2 separate regions of the Podarcis muralis genome follow, and region 1 is linked to region 2. Evidence: chromatin contacts called from public Hi-C data. All regions are on one chromosome and are shown on one strand. Each heading gives the region's core, a stretch centred on a gene start, on an enhancer-like site or on the middle of the called end of the contact. The rest is flanking DNA. Distances are from core to core; before and after follow the strand shown.

What was found. A called contact is a pair of places that touch in the nucleus more often than the background predicts.
Region 1: a Hi-C map of blood shows a contact between it and region 2, with 2.8 times the contacts expected there. The contact joins the promoter of RAB8A here to the promoter of SIRT6 in region 2. A contact is called at or near these places in 2 of 3 Hi-C or Micro-C datasets (blood and tail).

Annotation. Positions count from the first base shown.
Region 1 is chr18:13,141,202-13,148,088 of rPodMur119.hap1.1, forward strand. It overlaps RAB8A (RAB8A, member RAS oncogene family), which reads right to left and starts at 1,799. Exons shown (of 8, transcript XM_077921970.1): 1 at 1,639-1,799; 2 at 740-800; 3 at 328-388. The coding sequence starts at 1,762. AP1M1 (adaptor related protein complex 1 subunit mu 1) reads left to right here and starts at 2,126. Exons shown (of 12, transcript XM_028713417.2): 1 at 2,126-2,294; 2 at 3,910-4,066; 3 at 4,981-5,048; 4 at 5,799-5,929; 5 at 6,277-6,424. The coding sequence starts at 2,253.
Region 2 is chr18:12,934,577-12,941,732 of rPodMur119.hap1.1, forward strand. It overlaps SIRT6 (sirtuin 6), which reads left to right and starts at 2,097. Exons shown (of 8, transcript XM_028713770.2): 1 at 2,097-2,238; 2 at 4,315-4,442; 3 at 4,584-4,766; 4 at 5,026-5,085; 5 at 6,057-6,152; 6 at 6,664-6,744; 7 at 7,117-7,156. The coding sequence starts at 2,173.

The DNA of each region.
Region 1 (6,887 bases), core at 549-3,048, 210 kb after region 2:
TCTCCACCCCCATCGTTCAGCCCGGACATTGAGATCCAACGCCGAGGGCCTTCTGACGGTTCCCTCATTGCGAGAAGTGAGGTTACAGGGAACCAGACAGAGGGCCTTCTCAGTAGTGGTGCCCACCCTGTGGAACATGTGAAGGAAATAAGCAGGTATCCTATCTTTAAAAGACATCTGTAGGCAGCCCTGTTTAGAGAAGTTTTTAATATTTAAAGCTGTATTGTTTTTAATACTTGATTGGGAGCCGCCCAGAGTGGCTGGGGAAACCCAGCCAGATGGGCGGGGTATAAATAATAAATTATTATTATTATTATTATTACCCACCATGGCTCCTCTGTAGTAAGCCGTCGTGATTGTCCGGAAGCGTTCCTGCCCAGCAGTGTCCCTGGAGGAAAGGCACAAGAAGAGAAATGACGACAACAGCCAGGCAGGGCCTCCGCTGCCTTGCCCTCAAGTTACGCTGGCCGAGAAGCTCTAGCGTGGGGTAAAAGGCCCGCCGTGCCGGGAGAAGGCCCAGGAGGTTAGTGTGCTGCTGCGCCATTTTGGGATGTTCTGCGTTCTTCCCGCCGTGGCAGCAACATAAGCTGTGCCACTGCTCTGCCATCACAGTGGCCTTGTCAGGGATCATCTGTAGGGCTGCCACCCATGTCAGGGTGGCAGCCCCTTCCTCGTAGGAGTCTCAGGAACACGCACCCCCCCAACAAACTGGAAAGGATAATTTCCTGGGCTGCCTTACCAGATCTGCAGCTTAATCTTCTTGCCATCAAGCTCAATCGTCCTGATCTTGAAATCGATTCCTGCACAGAGAAGACCACCCGCCAGTTAACAGGTGGCACTTGACAGCTGACAATTATTAAAAAGGTAAAGGGAACCCTGACCATTAGGTCCAGTCGTGGCTGACTCTGGGGTTGCGGCGCTCATCTCGCTTTATTGGCCGAGGGAGCCGGTGTACAGCTTCTGGGTCATGTGGCCAGCAGGACTAAGCCGCTACTGGCGAACCAGAGCAGAAACGCCATTTGCCTTCCCGCCGGAGCGGGACCTATTTAGCTACTTGCACTTTGACGTGCTTTCGAACTGCTAGGTGGGCAGGAGCAGGGACCGAGCAACGGGAGCTCACCCCGTCATGGCGGGGATTCGAACTGCCAACCTTCTGATCGGCAAGTCCTAGGCTCTGTGGTTTAACCCACAGCGCCACATATTAAGCTCTCCGTCTCCTTTTTTGCTGCCCCCTGGAACTCCGTTTATTTTCCTCCCGTCTTTCCCCACAAGGCTGCCCCCCCCCCGCACTTTGCATGCCAGCCCCAGAGGTGTTTCCCGCACCGTCAGCTGCATTATTATTGTTATTATTATTATTATTATTATTATGGGGTGTCAGCTGCATTATTATTCTTTTGGGGGGTGTCAGCTACAGGCTATGATTATTGTTATTATTAGGGGGTGTCAGTTGCAGGCTATTATTATTATCTTGGGGGGATGTCAGGTGCATTATAATTCTTTTGGGGGGCGTCAGCTGGAGCCTTCCCCCCCCTTCCGGGTCCTCCCACCAACCCCGCGAGGTCGGCCTGCCATCTCGGGGGGGGGGAGGGGGCGCTCCGCGGTTGCCATGGCGACGGAGAGGGGCGGGGGCCGGCGCACCGATGGTGGAGATGAAGGTGGCGTTGAAGGCGTCCTCGCTGAAGCGGAAGAGCGCGCACGTCTTCCCCACCCCGGAGTCGCCGATCAGCAGCAGCTTGAAGAGGTAGTCGTAGGTCTTCGCCATGTTCCTCAGGCCGGGAAGCGGCGGCCGCGGGTGGCGATAGGCCCGCGGGGCTGCCCGTCCGCGGGGCGGGGAGGCTCCCATTGGAGGAGGCCGGCGGAACTCCCGCCTCCGGCCGAGGCCCGGCGATCCCATTGGTGCCACGTCAGCAACCTCCGTTGGAGGCGACGTCATGACGCGTGCGCTGCGAAAGAGGGAGAGCGCCGCTCTAGCCTCTACGTCACGACGAGCGCGACGAAAAAGAGAGAGGGACGCTCTAAGTCCACGTCATGATGCGCGCGCCGAAAGAGCAAGAGGGAGAGCGCCGCTGTAATAGCTACGTCACGACCCGCGCGCCGGAAGAGAGCGCCGCTCTAGCCCGCGCGCGTCGTTGGTGCGGCCTCTCCGGCTCCGAAGCGGGGAAGCGGCGCCTGGGAGCTCGCCGAGGCCGCTGCTGCTGCCGCCCGGGAGGGGTCGCCTGTGGGCCTCCCCGCCCCCCTCCGAGCGCCTCGCCATGTCCGCCAGCGCCGTCTACGTGCTGGACCTCAAAGGGAAGGTGAGCCTCCCTGGGCAGGAGCAGTCTACCCGCCTCCGCCTGACAGGAAAAAGCGGGGGGGGGAGGGGCCGGGGAGGGGGTTCCTTCAGTGGGGGGGGTGTCCAGTGGGACTCCCCCCCCCCCCAAGGGATGAGCAGAGGAAAAGGGAATTATAATAATAATTTATTATCTATACCCCGCCCATCTGGCTGGGTTTCCTCAGGCTTCCAACAAAACACTAAAATACAATAGCCTATTAAACATTAAAAGCTTCCCTAAACTGGGCTGCCTTCAGACTCTAAAAGTTTGGTACAGTGCTACCTCGGGTTACAGATGCTTCAGGTTACACAGGCTTCAGGTTACAGACTCCGCTAACCCAGAAATAGTACCTCAGGTTCAGAACTTTGCTTCAGGATGAGAATAGAAATTGTGCTCCGGCGGCGCGGCAGCAGCAGGAGGCCCCATTAGCTAAAGTGGTGCTTCAGGTTAAGGACAGTTTCAGGATAAGAACGGACCTCCGGAACGAATTAAGTACTTAACCCGAGGTACCACTGTAGTTGTTTTTCTCTTTGACATCTGCTGGGAGGGCGTTCCACAGGGTGGGTGCCACCACGGAGAAGGCCCTCTGCCTGGTTCCCTGTAACCTCACTTCTTGCAGGGAGGGAACCACCAGAAGGCCCTCGGCGCTGGATCTCAGTATCAGGGCTGGACGATGGGGGTGGAGACGCTCCTTCAGGGATACTGGACCGAGGAATGGAGCCTCTCTAGCCAAAAGCAGCCCACCTGTCCAGGACTCGGAAGGCAGCCCTGTCACGTCTGAAAGGCTTGATGTTTGGTTACCTTTTTTATATACATAAGCCACCCAGAGTGACAGATGACAGATGGGCGGGTTGAAATAATAAAATTAGGATGATACGGGGTCGGAAGCTGCACCAGGGTGGCTGGGGTATAAATAATAATAAAATAATATCAGTATTATTATATCAGTATTTGTTTAGGGAAGCTCTTCATGTTTAATAGTGTTTTATTGGAAGCCGCCCAGAGTGGCTGGGGAAACTCAGCCATATGGGCAGGAAACAAATAAATATAAACAACAAATTAATAAATAATAAATAAGAAGAAGAAGAAGAAGAAGAAGAAGAAGAAGAGACCAGGGAGTTAGCTGGATGGGGTCCCAATGCTAGTATGGATACTAATACTAATTATTACGGTATTTTTATTATTGACAACCAGAGAGTCATCCAGCTGGGGTACAAATACTAATACTAATTATTATTATTATTATTATTATTATTATTATTAGAGACCAGGGAGCTAGCTGGGTGGGGAGCTGATCTGCACCTCCCCTCCCAGAGGAAGGCCCTGCCTGTCACTGGGCAGGGACTGCCTTTTTTTGCAAAAAGAGCAACGCAGCCTGCAGATTTCTGGCCCTGTCTCCTTCCGAAAGCAGGAAGCCAGTGGTTTCCTTCTGGGCCTCGGATGTAGGTGCGGTGGTGGTGCTTCTGCAGGGGACGGTTCCTGGGTGTGACCGAACAGTGGCAACGTCATGGTTTAGACTTCCGTTTCAGCTGCTAAAGATTCTCTCTTTTTCTCTCTCTCTGCCCCAAACCACCCCACACGCTCCTGCCGCTTCCAGGTCCTCATCTGCAGAAATTACCGCGGAGATGTGGACATGTCGGAAGTCGAGCATTTCATGCCGATCCTCATGGAGAAGGAAGAGGAAGGGACTCTGTCTCCCATCCTGGCCCACGGAGGCGTCCGATTTATGTGGATCAAACACAACAACTTATATTGTATCCTTTGCCAAAGCAAAGCTTGCCTTTCCAAGTTCTTCTGTTTGGAGGGCTGCTTCACGATACAAGGCAGATGGTTGCTATGAAGAAGGTGGGCAGCCCCCACCTTCCCCAAATCCCCTTTTTATAAGAATTCCAAGGTCCCAAATATAAAATACCGTATTTATCCATGTAGAACACCCCCCCCTACTTGTAGTTACTTGTATATTTTGTGAGATGTGTTGTACAATATATACATCATTTTGAAGTGGCTTGTTTGTATATTTTGAATGACATCATAACCGATTATATACAGTGGTGCCTCGCAAGATGAAATTAATCCGTTCCGTGAGTCTCTTCGTCTTGCGGTTTTTTCGTCTTGCGAAGCACGGCTATTAGCGGCTTAGCGGCTATTAGTGGCTTAGCGGCTATTAACGGCTTAGCGGCTTTAAGAAAAAGGAAACAAACTCGCAAGAACTCGCAAGACGTTTCGTCTTGCGAAGCAAGCCCATAGGGAAATTCGTCTTGCGGAACGACTCAAAAAACAGAAAACCCTTTCGTCTAGCGAGTTTTTCGTCTTGCGAGGCATTCGTCTTGCGGGGCACCACTGTATTCACTAACAGTTATTCGCCAGCGTGTTCCATTTGCATGTTTGTAGATTGTTACCTTTTGCAACACAGGGGCTTGTGTTCATTTAAACCTAGCCAGTGCCAGGAAAAGGTCTGCTGTGCTTCATCCCTGGTAGATTTCACATGGTTAAATTTAGCATTATTATCCGCCTTGTGGCGATTGGTCAACAGGGAGGGAAGTTTGCAAAGCGGAGCGAATAAAATGTAAAAGAAATACAGAGAACCGTCAACTTGAAAACCTGCAAATGTGTTTGTTGATGCCCCCCCTTTTAAGCGACAAACTCCTCAACACAGCCCCCCTCCCAGTGGTTGCCACTTCTAAGAAGAACGCCTGCGTCTCTCTGGTGTTTTCCTTCCTCTACAAGGTCGTTCAGGTAAGTGTGGCAATTACTGTGTTCCTGCAGATTGAATCAGAGATGTTGAGGCCCTGAGGGTTTTCCCGCATGTGGATTTTGTCATTCCCTTGTGCAAAGGAGCCTAATACAGTGGTCTCTTGGTTCTCAAACGCCTTGGAACCCAAACACTGCAAACCCGGAAGTAGCTGTTGCGGTTGGCGACCTTTCGGAAGCCGAATGTGCTCCGATTTGAATGCCACACTTCCATTTTGAGTATTACGCTGAGGTCTGTCTTGTTTTGCTATTTATTTTGCGTTTTTGTGGCTCTTTTTGTTTTGTTTTTGTGATTGTGTGGAACCCAGTTCAGCTACTGATTGATTGTGTGACTGCAGTAAGTCATTTATTGCTTTCATTTTATGGATCAGTGGTCTCGTTAGATAGCAGAATTCATGTTAAATGGCTGTTTTAGGGGTTGTTTTTAAAAGTCCGGAACAGATTGATCCGTTTTGCATGACTTTCTATGGGAAAGCGCCCCTTGGTTTCGGAACGCTTTGGTTTTGGAATGGACTTCCACAACGGATTAAGTTTGAGAACCAAGGTATCACTGTACAGCATTGAGTCAACAGCGATGGAGAAATCTGGGAATGGTTGACGAATGCATTCCCCGCCTTTCCAGCATTAGCAGTTTCAAAGGTTGTGAACAACCTTTTTTTTATTTGAGGAGACCTGCTACCTGCCACTTTAACCTTTGGTCCTGGGTGACCTCGTGCTCTTTCCTGACCGTTTCAGGTGTTTTCCGAGTATTTCAAAGAGCTGGAGGAAGAGAGCATCCGAGACAACTTTGTGATCATTTACGAACTCTTAGACGAGCTGATGGATTTTGGATACCCACAGACCACGGACAGCAAGATTTTACAAGAGTAAGTGTCTGGTTTGAATCTCCGAGAGAAGCAGCCGGAGACTCAAAATTGGCTGCTGAAATCTTGGCAGGAGAGGAGAGAGTTGCTACCGACGGGTGGCGGGCCTTTTCTGCGGTGGCTCCCCGCTTGCAAATGTCTGAGCTCAAGAGCAGCTGCTGTGTAGGCTGAGTCTAGAGACACAAGTTGGGGTTTGGGGGAGAAGAGATCGGTGGTGTGTCCCTCTGTCTGCCCTTTGTTATAACCTCTTTGTTATTTTCCGGCCAGCTGGGGAATCATTTTAAACATGTCTCTGGGGCGGAAAGGTGCAGAGCGTTGCGTTTTGACTTCCTGCCTGTGTTTTCGGAAAGGTACATAACCCAAGAAGGTCACAAGCTGGAGACGGGAGCGCCGCGCCCTCCGGCCACCGTTACCAACGCCGTGTCTTGGCGTTCGGAAGGGATCAAGTACCGGAAAAACGAGGTCTTCCTGGACGTCATTGAATCGGTGAACCTCCTTGTGAGTATGCCTTTCTGCTTATGAGCTTTCGGAGGAAGGTCCCTTACGCTTGTAGGGTGTGGACCCATTGCACTGGGGGCGGCGTTATAAGATCCCTGCCCCCGGGAGGACGTGCACACCCCACGGCCTGCACAAAGATGACCAGAGAAGGAGAACCCCCTTCCCTCAGCTCCATCGCCAAATCTCCCTTCCTTCTAAGAACAGTGTTCGAAATTAGGCACCTTCACTATCGTCTGCTTGACGACCAAGAGAAGATGCCTGCGATCTGGACTGTTCTCACATGCTTAACACCCTGTAGAATTCTGTCCACTATATTTTATCTGCGCAGCCGGGATCAATTTTGGGAACTGAAATGCTTTTCCTGTGCAGCCTGAGCTTGCAAGTTTGATAATGTCAGCCGTGAGATGGTTGAAGGACGAGGAAACCCTCTGATTCAGTGACCTGGAAGCTGCCCACTTGACCT
Region 2 (7,156 bases), core at 847-3,346:
CCCTGAAAATAGGGGCGTCCTATTCCATCCCCTCCAACGTTTCTCCCCTGAAAATAGGGACGTCCTATTCCATCCCCTCCAACGTTTCTCCCGTGAAAATAGGGACGTCCTATTCCATCCCCTCCAACGTTTCTCCCGTGAAAATAGGGACGTCCTATTCCATCCCCTCCAACGAAAAAGGCGTCCTTGGGTAAACCACGGAACTCATTGCCACAAGACGCAACCGTGTCCAACGGCTTCAAATTCCCAGAGAAGGAAAAGACTGTCTTCGATTTTATGTTTCCCCCTCTGCTGTTGGGTGGCAGAAAATGCTTCTGGGTACCAGTTGCTGGAGGAGAGAGTTGGGTGCGAATTTCCCCCTAAAGGCGGACCTCTGCACAGAGAGGATGCTGAGATAGATGGCTCTTTGGCCTGATCCCTCTCCAGGATCCCTTTTTCCTCTCCCATTTCCTTTTGCAAAACTTACGGTAGGTGGTCTCCTGGTGGGGCGGCCCTTTGCCTCAGTTTCCCCCTTCGTACGATGACTTTGCAAGCGCCTTGTGCTCCTTCCACGAAGGCGAGAGACAGGGGGAAAGGGAGGAAAACAAGACCAGAGGGATCTCCTTACAGGAGCCTGGCTGAAAAGGAGTTTCGACATATCAGGGTCCCTTTTCGCAGCAGCTGGATGCCGTCCCCACCAATGAGCGGCGGATCCCGGGGAACGGCCTCTCCTGCCAGCGGAATTGAGTTACCACCTGTAACAGGTAAGGTTACCATCCCAGCCTAAGCAGGAGCTTAGGAGCAGCCTCGTCGCTCCGTTAAAAAGGAATTAAGAGGGGGTCGGGAAGGGGAAACAATTAGGGTTTTTAAAAGGCAGGGTTGTCAGCTTTCAGGTAACACAGGGTTCTGAGACATGAAGGTATTTGAACATCTCTTTTTTTTTGTAACAACATTTTATTAATTTTCCAAACACAAATATAAATAAAACAATGCAAATTGACACCCCTCTAGTCCCTTCCATGGCTCTATTATTTATTGACATAGTGCACGTCCATTATTAAATTTAAAACCTATTTTAAAAATCTATTTAAAATGTGATTTTATTAAGCTGTGTTATTTTTACTGTTGTTAGCCGCTCTGAGCCCGCCTCCGGCTAGGGAGGGCGGGATATAAATAAAATTTTATTATCATTATTATCCATCCATAACAAAATTACAAGCAATCTTAAAACCCTGCGAATGTATTGACCTGTGTACAATGCTTCTGTGTATATATGCAATTGACATCTTCCATTGCATCTTTGCTGCCTGTTACTTAATTCTGATTCATGTTTACGGCGACTAATTCTGCTTTTTAATTGCGGGGATTATAACGATGGATCAATTAATAACACTACATAATACGATTTAGCAATCAATGACATGCATCATGCTGTTGATTCAAAAACAAAAGTCACCCACGTGGCATGTAAAACAGAAGCGAACATGTTGCAGAATTCAAATGTAAGATAAAATATATGCAAAGGGACTTGACAGGAAGTCATAGATGAAGAAAAGATTTTGGAAGATAAAAGGGGGTGAAATATTAACTTTCATTATTATCATTTTCTGTGGGTGTGTGGGTGTCCGCACATATGTGTGTTGTTGTATGCAATGTTTCGGAGGAAATAAGACGGTAAATAACAAATAACAAACTAAATATTGATGTATGTAATTTTTATTTCTTAATTATATTTAGTGGTAGTACGGCTGTATTGTTTTTTGTAACATAAAATCATTCAATAAAAATTATTTATTAATTTATAAAATTTATTAATTTTTTTTTAAAAAAAGAGCATGTTGCAGAATTTAAAAAAAAAACCACCCAAAATATATCTCACAACGTAACAGAATAAATAGCATTTGGACAGCTCTGCAAGAAACAAACGGTGCAGCTACGATGCCGCCCGCTAGATGGCGCCGGCGCTAAACCAGGAAGCGGCTCCATCTGCCAGGAACCAAGATGGCGCCGCCGGCCTCCTCCTCCCGAAACGAGCATGGAGACGACGACTCGGATAAAATCGCGCGTGCGCAGAAGGAGGCTTTCTGTCCGGCTCCTTTTCGGCAACGCCCCTTCCGGCGCCGTCGTTACCGGAAGCTCCTCAACAAGCGGCGGCGAAACTTTATTGGCAGAGGGGAAGGGGGAACAGTCGGGATGTCGGCGAACTACGCGGCGGGGCTGTCGCCGTACTCGGACAAGGGCAAGTGCGGCCTCCCGGAGGTGAGCGGAGGGGGGACGGGGTGGGTGGGGAAGGGTTGCCATGGATACCGAGACTCCCCCCTCCCTCCCCCATTGGACTCTGCGCGGGGGGGGAGGGGCGAGGAGGGCGCCTGAGGGGGAAAAAGGCCCGGGAAGGACCCGGATGTGGAGGCCGAGGGGGGGGAAGACCCGGATGTGGAGGATGGAACGCGAAGGACCCGGATGTTGGGGATTCCCTCCCCCTCCCCCTCCCGCCTCCTGGTTTTAATGTTATGTTTCCTTCGCTCAGCTCACAGTTTTTATTATTTTATTATTTTATTTATTTATTTATTTATATTTTATTATTTTATTTATTTATTTATTTTTATTATTTTTATTTTATTTATTTTATTTTTATTTATTTATTTTATTTTATTTATATTTATTATTTTATTCATTTATATTTCCAGTCTGTTTTGCTTTACTGTGTTTCATTTCATAAGTCATTCATTCATTCATTCATTTCATTCATTCTTTTTGTTTTTAATTTCCATGTATTTTATTTTTATTTCCGTCCGTTCCTTTGTTTCCTTTCGTTCTTTTTGTTTTCACTCCCGTTTGTTTCGTTTCATTTTTATTTCCGTTTGTTTTATTTTTATTAAATTCACTCGTTTCGTTCCATTTATCTTTTTTTTGTTTTGTTTTTTTGGTTTCCATTTATTTATTTATTTATTTTTGGATACATTCAGAAAAGAACAGCATGGAACAGCTTATTGAGGAAAAATACATTTTAGTAAAGATACATTGTTAAAGTCAATGAATAAGATACAGCAAAAATGATACGTTTAGGTACAGCAGTAAATGATACATTCTCCAAGGCACAGTTTACATTATTGTAGGGTATTAAGGCAGAATACTATATATCTGATATTGGTAGAGTCATTTTCCTTTATTCCCCTCTCTGACCCTGACTTGCCGATCAGAAGGTCGGCGGTTCAAATCCCTGCGACTGGGTGATCTCCCGTTGCTCGGTCCCTGCTCCTGCCCACCTAGCAGTATGAAAGCGCCTCAAAGTGCAAGTAGATCAATAGGTACCACTCCGTCGGGAAGGTAAACGGCGTTTCCGTGCGCTGCTCTGGTTCGCCAGAAGCGGTTTAGTCATGCTGGGCACATGACCCGGAAGCTGTACGCCGGCTCCCTCGGCCAGTAAAGCGAGATGAACGCCGCAACCCCAGAGTCAGCCACGACTGGACCTAATGGTCAGGGGTCCCTTTACCCTGCCCATGTGGCTGGGTATGGCCAGCCACCCTGGGCACCTCCCAACAGAATATTAAAATACAGTGGTGCCCTGCAAGACGAATGCCTCACAGGACGAAAAACTCGCTAGACGAAAGGGTTTTCCCTATGGGCTTGCTTCGCAAGACGAAATGTCTTGCGAGTTCTTGTGAGGTTTTTTCCTTTTTCTTAAAGCCGCTAAGCCGCTAATAGCCGTGCTTCGCAAGACGAAGAGATTCGCGGAACGGATTAATTTCGTCTTGCGAGGCACCACTGTACAGTAGTCTATTTAACATTAAAAGCTTCTCTAAACAGGGCTGCCTTCCGATGTCTTCCAAATGTCTTGTAGTTAATTATTTCCTTGACATCTGGTGGGAGGGCATTCCACAGGACGGGTGCCACCACCGAGAAGGCCCTCTGCCTGGTTCCCTGTAACCTCACTTCTCACAGGGAGGGAACTGCCAGAAGGCCCTCTGGAGATGGACCTCGGTGTCCAGGGTGGAGATGCTCCTTCAGGGATACAGGGCCCTTTAGGGCTTTCAAGGTCAACACCAACACTTTGAATTGTGTTTGGAAATGTCCTGGGAGCCAATGCAGGTCTTTCAGGTCTGGTGTTATATGGTCTCCGCTCCCTGTCCCCAGTCTGGCTGCCGCATTCTGGATTAGTTGCAGTTTCCGGGTCACCTTCAAAGGTAGCCCCACGTAGAGTCCCTGATGGGGAAAAGGCAGGTTATATAAATTAACAGAGGAGAATAATTGCAACTTTCCCAGCTGACCTATCCTGCGCTTCCTCTGTTTTCTTCTCTCCCCCCCCCCCACCCACCCACGCAACCTCCCCTTCAGTTTTTTGACCCTCCAGACGAGCTGGACAGGAAAGTAGCCCAGCTGGCCCTCTTGATCCGGGAGGCTTCCAACGTGGTTTTCCACACCGGAGCTGGCATCAGCACGTCTTCGGGAATCCCAGACTTCAGGTGAGCGGAGCGACAGTTATTTGGGACCTGGGAACCCCTTACACCCCCCTCCAAGGCCGCTGATTTGTTATGGGTCACCCAGAAAGATGCTGGGTAGCACCCCTTCCGTCCGGTAAGGATTTGCCCCTCTGTTCCCTGCAGAGGCCCCAATGGCGTCTGGACCATGGAGGAGCGGGGTCTGTCCCCGAAGTTCGACACCACTTTTGAGAACGCGCGGCCGTCCACGACCCACATGGCCCTCTTGGAGCTGCAGAGAGCCGGCGTCCTGCGGTTCCTGGTCAGCCAGAACGTGGACGGTCTCCACGTACGCTCGGGATTCCCCAGGTAAGGGGACGCTTCCCGTGGCAGTGTGAAGAAAACGCTTTCATTAAGCTCTGGGACAGCTCAGGGGGCAGAGCGTGAGACTGCCGATCTCTGGGTCGCGGGTCCAAGCTCTCTGTCATGCACCCAGCTCCACGATTCCGCGATTCCATGCACATTTAAAAAAGCAAAGCCTCTGGTCTGATCTCGGATCCTTTTACAGCATCAAGCTGTCAATCCACCTGTCAAAGTTCCCCCTCTCTTTTCTCCTCCTCTTCCGCAGGGACAAACTGGCGGAGTTGCACGGGAACATGTTTGTGGAGGAATGCATGAAATGCGGAAAGTAGGTACCCTCTCCGGCGATGTGGGTACCTTGGCTTCCTGTGGGTGGTGGCGGCGGTGGCAGGGAGATTCCTCCGCCTGGTTCCAGCTGCCTCCATTGCAAAATTAAATGCGAGGATGTGGTGCAGCAGGGAAAGGGGGAATTGAAACGTCTGAGGTCAGGTGGAGGGGAGGAAAGACCACAATATTTGGGGCCTTAATGCAGCAATGGGGAACCTTTTTGCCGCTGCCCAAGACGCTTCTGAACCACAACTCCCACCATCCCCAGCCGTTGATTGTGCTTCCATGCAGGGGGCCTGGTGGGTGTTGTAGTTTGGCGGTGCCTGGAAGGCCGCATCTGGTAGCCAAAAGGCAGCTGTCGCCAGCCCAGATGTTTTGGGAACTGGTAGGACAGTTGCCGAGGGACGCAGGTGGCGCTGTGGGTTAAACCACAGAGCGTAGGACTTGCCAATCAGAAGGTCGGCGGTTCGAATCCCCGCAATGACGGGGTGAGCTCCTGTTGCTCGGCCCCTGGTCTTGCCCACCTAGCAGTTCAAAAGCACACCAGTGCAAGTAGATAAATAGGTACCACTCTGGCGGGAAGGGAAATGGTGTTTCCGTGCGCTGCTCTGGTTTGCCAGAAGCGGCTTAGTCCTGCTGGCCACATGACCCGGAAGCTGTACGCCGGCTCCCTCGGCCAGTAAAGCGAGATGAGCGCCACAACCCCAGAATCGTCCGCAACTGGAACTAATGGTCAGGGGTCCCTTTACCTTTTTAGGACAGTTCCCATCCCAAACAGCTGGCCTGGGAAGGTGGGTGGGTGGGTCAGGGAGGAAAACCCCCAAACTGGAATGGACCTTTGCTGCAAGGTCTGAATCGCAGGGGCAAGCGGTGGGTCGAAGAGGGCAGGGATTCCTCTCCTCATGGCATGACTCTGCTCCCCGCTTGCTCCCAGGAAACCTCCACTCCTCCCTCTGTGTGTTTGTCTTTAAGGCAGTATGTGAGGGACGCCGTGGTGGGCACCATGGGCCTGAAGCCCACCGGCCGGCTGTGCGACGTCTCCAAGCGCAGAGGCCTTCGGTCCTGCAGGTACGTGGCGGGGGAAGGTTAGGGCTAGTAATTGTGTGTCGTATTTTGATAGCTGCCGCACAAAATTTTGACCACCTTGCGAGTTGTACCATGGGGTGGTTCTCTAGTGGCAAGAAACTCTTCAGAACTTGCCGTGCACGTCTGGGGTATCGCACTTAACCGAATAGAATTAAGCATTTCAAATGAAACCCACAAGGGTGTGTTTCTTGTCTTCGTTTATCCATCTAGACGTGCTTCTGCAAAATGGGCACAGAAGGGTGTGAAAGCACACCTATAGATAAACATTGCCTTCAAAGTGTACCCATTCTCTTTTCCATCTATTTTCTTTCATTCTGCAAAACATTCCAAATATCTTCCGCCCGCCTGCACATCAGTTGCATCCACTCTGCTCTCTTTTTTATTTTTGGGGTTCCAAGTCCCCCCCCCCCCCCCCGTCCCACAATGCCTGGGCTCCTACATGCAGCTGCTGCTCCTAAGCGCCCAATCTTTCCCTTTTCCTTTTCCTCAAAAGAGGGAAGCTAATGGACACCATCTTGGACTGGGAAGATTCCCTGCCTGACCGGGACCTCCATCTGGCAAGTGAAGCGTGCAGGTAAGGGTCTTCCCCTTGAAGGTGTTTTTGGGTCAGGTCGGAGGCCTCATCTAGCTCTCATCCTCCTGGAGAGTCAAGGAAGAATTCTAGCATTAGACAACTGTTTCTTCCTGTAGGAGGTTGCCTTCTAGATTCCCTACGGTTGGCCAGCTTTGGCAAACGGTGACGGGCATCTTAGTTGTGGCTTAGAAAATGCTTATAATAATAATAATTTATCATTTATACCCCGCCCATCTGGCTGAGTTTCCCCAGCCACTCTGGGCGGCTTCCAATCAAGTGTTAAAAACAATACTTGCAGCTTCCCCTGCCCTTCCAGGTAAGGAATGCTAGCTGGCATTAGCTTCCTCTTTTGTTTTATTTTGTCCCCTGCAGAAGCGCCGATCTGTCCATCACTCTGGGGACGTCCCTGCAA